Linked DNA regions of Hordeum vulgare: region 2 is linked to region 1. A link is a contact called in public Hi-C data. All regions are on one chromosome and are shown on one strand. Each heading gives the region's core, a stretch centred on a gene start, on an enhancer-like site or on the middle of the called end of the contact. The rest is flanking DNA. Distances are from core to core; before and after follow the strand shown. Region 1 has its middle 130 kb from the start of LOC123443270. Region 2 holds the start of LOC123443270 (salt stress root protein RS1).

What was found. Hi-C and Micro-C count contacts between places; a contact is called where the count stands out from the background.
Region 2: a Hi-C map of seedling shows a contact between it and region 1, with 1.6 times the contacts expected there. The contact joins the promoter of LOC123443270 here to the enhancer-like site in region 1. A contact is called at or near these places in 3 of 6 Hi-C or Micro-C datasets (leaf and seedling).

Annotation. Positions count from the first base shown.
Region 1 is chr3H:139,510,865-139,514,599 of MorexV3_pseudomolecules_assembly, forward strand. No RefSeq gene overlaps it. Among protein-coding and RNA genes, the nearest start is that of LOC123443270, 130 kb to the right of the region's middle. Within about 2 kb of position 1,712, at least 3 of the 3 cell types and tissues checked have open chromatin away from gene starts, as enhancers often do. A contact at or near this core is called in leaf and seedling, where this site is marked.
Region 2 is chr3H:139,643,323-139,647,057 of MorexV3_pseudomolecules_assembly, forward strand. LOC123443270 (salt stress root protein RS1) reads right to left here and starts at 1,953. Exons shown (of 5, transcript XM_045119596.1): 1 at 1,843-1,953; 2 at 1,612-1,737; 3 at 1,382-1,471; 4 at 1,181-1,265; 5 at 1-632. The coding sequence starts at 1,716. The coding sequence ends at 280.

The sequences.
Region 1 (3,735 bases), core at 462-2,961:
AGAAGTCTTTTTATAAATATTTTGCCAAGTTTCCACTGATTCAAAAATGGTTTTTAATTTATTTAAAGGGCTATTTTACACTACAACTCATTGATAACTTCTTCCAATAATTCTATGAAAAAATGAAGATGACCTATGATGTCCGTGGATCAAATTTTTGTAAAACTTTAGCCAAGTGTTTTGGAAAATTTGGGCACATTAACTTCTTTACTCTTCTGGCCCATTTTGTGTTTGAACTGCAACCCCTAGAAATAATCTTTCAAAAATTCTATAAAAATTTGGAGGTGTCAATTCATGCATGAGATTCACTTTTATGCAAAAACCCAACCTTGAGCTTTGGAAAAATTTAGCAAAACAATCTTTTTTCTGTTCTGATCCAGTTTGGTGATTCATACTGCAGCCCCTACTTTAATTGCTCCTACTGGTAGTTCACCCAACCAAACTCCCAACTTCCAGAGATGAGATTCTTTGGAATATTTTTAGCCCATGTTTTAATATCTACAAGATTCTATCCGGAAAAGGTTTTCTCCAAAAATTGTACTAACTATTTTATTCTTTTCTACAACTGACCCTGCCATCACAACTAACACCTAAAGAGAGTGGGATCTCGAGTTTTTGGTTGCCAATAGAGAAAAATTCAAGCCCCTCGCATTTCATCACGCAACTTTGGTGCATGGTCAGATTTGGCATGGGTATTAGTTTGCACTAGTAAGTCTCTTTCCTACCCCATCTAGCATGTCCTATCACTCTACTGTGCTCCTAACCCCAGACCTGCTAAACCTCAGTAGCAACCAGACCACCTGGCATACCAAGACATTTTGTCGAGCACCTGGTGTGCGTGCTCTGGACGAGCCTAGAGCGCGCTTTGTGCACACGCGCACCCGAGCCGCTGTGTCCCTGTCCTTGCCCCTTTGCCAACCTTGAGAGTTGCGCCACACTGACCAGTGTACGTCTCTCCTTCCCAAGCAGTACCTGATGGTACTATCTGCTCTCTCCGAGCCCTCCTACGGTCGACAGAGCCACTTTGGACGGCGACTGCTTCGGCCGTGCTACGGCGAGCACCGCCCAAGCATCCCCCGAGCGCCACTGGCCTTAGTACCTCCCCCTGCCTTCGTCCTCAAGCTGCTCGTGCCACTAGAGTGCTCCTGCCGCACCCTGCTGCCTTTCCTGTGCCACTGTACAATGGTCTCCGGCGATCTTATCTCCGGCACCACGGGAACCACCTATGGCCGCCTATAAAACCCCCTCCCGAGCTGACCCAGTAGCTCAAGCCACCCCAGCTACCTCCCTGCCAAAATAATCGAGTCGTTGTGCTCGATTTCGTCGCTGCGGGCCGCCAATGCCGAGAGTAACTCCGGCCAATTTCAGCCAAGCCAGAGCCCTCCCACTCAGCTAGCAACCCCAGCAGCTTAGGAATGACCCCGCAGCGCCGTTTTGCCGCCCCGTTTGCGTCTAAGAGAGCCGATGGCACAAAGCCCCTCTTCATCGGAGCTCTCCTCCGCCATGGGCACTGCCCTGCTCAGCCCCGAGCATGTCCGGTGAGTCTTTCCCTCCCTGATGGAGCGGTGATGCTCCCTGGTCTCGCCGGTGTGCCTAGCCTGGGGATTGGAGCCTAATAGCGCCGACAAGCATTGCTGGAGCTCGCTCCTGGCCCTGTCCCCTATGCGCGAGAGGACGAAGACGAAACCCGACAAGCAGGCCCCACCTATCAGCGAGGCAAGCCTTGGCCCCGATGGCGCAGCCGCGTATGCGCGCTTGTCTCCAGAGAAGGCGTAACGCGGTAAGTGTGGCTTCTTCCCTTCATAGAATACACTTTCTCTGCTGGAAAGCGTATTCGCTACCGAAATGTTTTCTTTTTTGTTTGTTTTAAACAAAGTTTGACGAGATCTTTGAATGGCTTTAACTTTTTAAATACAACTCCAAATAAATTGATTATTTTTCCTACATGCCTAAAATTTCATCTTGTTTATTTTAAGAATTATTTCAGTAATTTTAAAACCCTTTTTATGTGCCGTTTTGGAATGGTGTGTTGAATTGAAATATTGTCAAAATTGGAATATTGGAGAGAGGAAACTTCCTTCAAGATGTTGAGGTGCACACGACCCTCCTCCACTCCGAAAGCAAGCATCTTGAACCCTGGTTTATTTTATTGTGTGGTGTTTGATATGGTGAATGGACCATGTGATTATGTTATGTTGATAAAACCCAACATAAAATCCTACTTGCATACATGCTTGTGATGAATATTTTGTTGTTGCTAATTATGTGTGATGCACAGGATGAGTGGGTACTACCTCATGCCTCATGTGCCATGCTCATCTAGACAACCTCGAAAGGAGGTTTGTCATGGTAAATATGAGACCATGGGCTGACATTTCACGGGACGAGAGTTGTCAGTGAAGGCACGTCGAGGTGTGATGGTGGTAACACTAAGATATATCCAGAAAGATTGTGTGGTAGTAACTTTGCAGGAAATCTTAAACCTCCTAAGTCGACCATAGATCGAGTCTTGTCAGTATGTCATCTTATATTTTGTGCTTCCACAAGTCTTCCCGAAAGGGGATACGGTTTAGTAGGTCGTAAACCTATTACTGACTACACACCAAGTAGAGAGGTCGGGATGAAGGTATCCGGGGCACTGGACAAAATCCAGTCATTCGGTCAGGGGGCATGGGTGTTCTTCGGTCTGTGACCAAGAGGGAATGACCCTTCCCTTGTTGCGTGCGGTATAAATGTGATCCCATGCTAGTCGATGATGTGACCTCCCCGTCTCATGGTTTTTACGTGGCAGCGTAGTCCGGGTGGTGTCAGTCTTCAGGGGGTAAGAATGGGTGTGTACTGGTTATGAGTGTTTACTTCTAAATACCGTACGCGGGATTAGTCCAAGTGACTATTGGAACCCGTGGGCTGTGGGTAAAGAGTACAACCGCTACAAAGTCAAAACTATCCGAGTAGCCGTGCCCATTGTCAAGGAGGACTAGTTGAATAGTCAAGTGTCGGTCTGAGCGTCGCTCTTCGGATGAATTAAATTAAACAGGATGATAGCCTCTATTATTATCATGTTTTTCTAAGGTGGACTAATCATCTGGTATATGGTGGATGAGCATAAATATTATTTTATTGTGGACTAACCCTTATGATTATGATTGTTGAATATCCTTGGGAATGTTCGACCTCCTCGATGTTCATTATTATTATTATTTTCTTACAAGCCCTTTATGTGGTGTCGCTCCAATGCCTGAATGTGGCATATAATTATATTTATTTTATTAGGCCCCTTCCGTGGTGTTGCAGAGACGCCCGACTGGGGCGAGTATTTATTTTTATTATGCCCTATATGTGGTGTCGCTCAGACGCACGACCGCGACAACTGTTATTACTTCCATATAAGCCTTTCATGTGGTGTCGCTCACACGTCCGACTGTGGAACGTATAGTAATATTCCTTTGTACAAGTCCCTTTATGCGGTGTCTCCCACACGCCCGACTATGGCTTGTATTGCTTATCTTTCCGAGGTGTCGCCTCACACACCCGATCGACAAGATTACCTTTTGTATTTCTTTTCCCTGTTTATTTGTACATTATTGGTAGGAGTGAATTTACTACATAAACGTGTATGTGAATTGATTTTGTTACATGACCACATTCTTAAATGAGTTAAGCATGCACCTCACCTGCTTTAACTTATCTATTTTCTTGATGTTTGGGAGTACATTCTAAGTACTCACTAGCTTG
Region 2 (3,735 bases), core at 703-3,202, 130 kb after region 1:
AGAAAGCCCCACGTAAAATGTACACATACGGTGAGGAGACCCGATCCATCGAAAGAATAACAAATGTTCCATGCGTGTACGTACGTTTGCATGCGTGATATGCATGGCAAGTGCAGTGCGTCGTCGTACGTACGTACGTACGTGCTTACTTTTGTGCAGCTACCTTGACACGGGAGAGCGACCACAAATTCACAATAACTTAAAATGTTTTCTTCCATTACCAGCAGCTAGCAAGCCAGGTGGTGGCTTGCGTTGCTCTTGGAGTCCGGCGGCGACAGATCACTTCTTCTCCGGCTCAGCGGCGGCAGGTACGGCGGCTTCGGCGGGTTTCTCCTCCTCTTTCTTCTCCTCCACTACCTCAGCGGGCGCGGCTACCTCCGCCGGTGCGGCCGCTTCTGCCGGCGCAGCGGAGGGCTCGGCCTCTTCCTTCTTCTCCTCCTCCACGGCGACCTCGCGGGTGGTGGTCTCCTCTGCCGGGGCGGCGGCGGCGGCCTCAGGCTCGGCCTTGGGCTCCTCTTTAGGCGCTGGGACGAAGGGCGCAACCTTGTCCAAGATGAAGACGATGGCGGGGGAGAGGGGCGTGGTGCCGGACTTGACCACCGCGTCGCTCACCAGCTTGGCTCCGGGGAAACCTGCATATTGACCAACACTCATTAGTTCGATTAGTATAAGTCAAGTACGTATACTGTATATAATTAATTTGATTACTTAAAAATGAGTAAAAGTGTCTTCTTCATTCTAGAACGCACAAAACTCTCGGCGGTATGCCCGAGAGCTGAGGGTACCTGTGCCAACAACGAAAACTTGCGCTACTTAATTAATTACTGTTAATTTGTTCATCTTTTGTTGGTAATTGCACATGTTATGGTTTTGTCTGCATCGCCTAAAAGCAACGGTACTGTTTGGATGTGAACTTCTGTTGCAAGAAACATATGTGAGAAGATTCCATTACTTTCTCTCCTTTTTGTTCTAAGAAGATTCCTCTAAAGTTTAGTTATGTGGAAGCAGGATAATAAGAGGTTATTTTGCTCAAAAGGCAAGGGATAAAGGTTATTTTAGATATGGAACCTAGGAAATTACCTGATAAGATTGCTATAAGCTATTCTATTTATGTATTTCATCCTTTTTATTTATTTTCATACTATTCTATTTTGCAAAACTTAGGGAAAAAATAAATTACCAATCTTGGCCATCTCGTCAAGGAACTTGATGACGGCAGCTGAATTCTTCTTGATCTTGGATGTTTTCTTATCCTTTATCAAGCCCTACAGCAAGATAACAGTATGATAAGCATCAAGGTGGCTACTTCCTACTGTTATGTGCTATAAGCAACCACACAAAATCAATACTAATTAGATACGAAAAAAAATAATCTTTTCACCTTAATTTCTGGAGGAGATGCTTCAATAGTCTCCACAACCTTGGGCTCTAGTTCTGTCTTCTTGTCCTCAATCTCCTTGTCAATCTCTTCCTACACACACAGAGCACGCCCACACAATCAACAAACAAACAAAACACGTGTGGACATCATCTACCATTTGAAAAATTGGGAGCACACAAATTTCACAAGAATTTTGCAGCAGTTTCACAAGGACCCGGAACTCGACGTACCTTGTTGAAGGATTTCAAGAACTCGGCGGCGGCGGCCTTCTTGCCATCCTTGTCGAAGAACTTGCTGAGCCCGGGGAGAACCTTGGTCTTCCATACGCTCGTCATATTCCTCTCCTTCAAAGATGTCTACTCTAGCAGAAGAACATAAACACAAAACTTGATGAGATGTTTTCTCATGAGAAGGAGAAGCCAAGGAGGCAACAAGAGAAGCTAGAAGGAACGGAAACTTACGTGCTGCAGATAGCTGGAGGTTGAAGAGATGGATGCGTAGTTCCTCTCGACAGAAGTGATCACCAGCCTATCAATGGGCAGCAGTACATGAGCCACGGTGCCATGAGAGCGATATATAATGGGTTGGCCACATAGGCCGCCCTGGCCCTGCGGGAAATTACGTGGGTGCCCCCCGTGTGAGGTGGCGCGGGACTGGTTGTTGGAGGGGGGCAGGGGCATGAACGTCAAATGAGGAGAAGATTATGGAAGGGGTGTCATTAAGCCAAAGCAGCCAGAAAATGCTGAATGGGTCGTGGAGGCTTGCAAGCTGCGCTGGAGTTGTACAGGCTGCAGACTACAGCGAGTGTAGGACATGCTGCTAGGATTCTCTGTGCTATGACTTTGGTAATCTGGTTAGATGTCCTGAAAGCTGCCCAAATGATTTGAGATGGTTAATGGTTTATTTATTTTATATAATTGGAAGGGGGAACTGTCAAGAAATAAAAATTCCTACTGGCAAAAACTTTCTGGATTTTGAGAAATATGTGCATCGTTTTAATTTTTGTTGTCAAATGGATCCCGCAAAAAGGTTATGAAATGGAATCTTAAATGTTTATCTTATATCTTCACCTCGGAAATATTCTCAAAATGAATTTACCTATGCATGTTGGAGTACAAATATATACTTGTTCTCTTCCAACACGTTGGACCATCTACATGAATGTATAAATCTGACCCACTATATGACCATGGACGCATCCCCGAACATCGCCCGACCATCCCTCAAATGTTTGCCCATGCAACCACATCCCTCACTTTCAATATCTCAAATACATGCAACCACATACATATCGATCATTTGATAATACTAATAAAGTTATACATGCAATGTACGTTGATATTAGGCAATATATGAACTGCATGTAGATATTATATAGGATAATTATTTTCATGTTAATCATATGAGTAGTGTTGTAACTTATATTTGATATGGCATTAACTGCGCGCTAATCATGTTGACCGTTCGACGTTGGAGCAAACTAAGTTGTTGGATTGACTTGGATTGATGGCCGAGATTTGTTGGATCTGCCCCTCTGAATCTTTTTATATTGGTATATATGAATACATGTAAGAGCATCTATAGCCGCAATATATAAATAGTGTCCCTCAAACGTTTGCAGACTCGCCCGATCAATGTCCCGGCGTGTTCGTTTTGACCCCTTATATTTGCTTGCATTTATCCACACCCTCTAATTTGACCTCTTATTTTTCATACATTTCAACGAGCACCTTGTGGGCGGCACCAACAGAGCATGGTGAAGACACGCAGGCCAGCCAAGCGGCCACCCCCCGCTCCGCTCGTGCTCGATAGCAATGCCCCCGCCCCGCCCCGCTCCACGCCCCCACCTCGTGCCCCTGCCTCGCGTCGTGGCCGCGCCCTGCATCCCCGCGCCGCGCCCCCGTCCTCGCCCCACGCCCGCGACAAGGCCGACGTGCATGGGGCACACGAGCTCAGTGCATGCCCGCGGCGTCAGCGGCGCCATCCCGCCCGCGACATGAGGTTCCAGCTATGGTGGCATCCAGTACGCACGCCTGCCGGCAGCGGCTTGATGACCCACAAGTATAGGGGATCAATCGTAGTCCTTTCGATAAGTAAGAGTGTCGAACCCAACGAGGAGCAGAAGGCTCTCATAAACGGATTTCAGCAAGGTAATAACTGCAAGCACTGAAAGTAGCGGTAACAAGTGATTGTGTAGCGAGGTGAAACGTAGCAAGCAAAGAGTAACAAGTAACAAGTAGTAGCAGCGGTGCAGCAAGTGGCCCAATCCCTTTTGTAGCAAGGGATAAGCCTGAACAAACTCTTATAGGAGGAAAAACGCTCCCGAGGACACACGGGAATTTCTGTCATGCTAG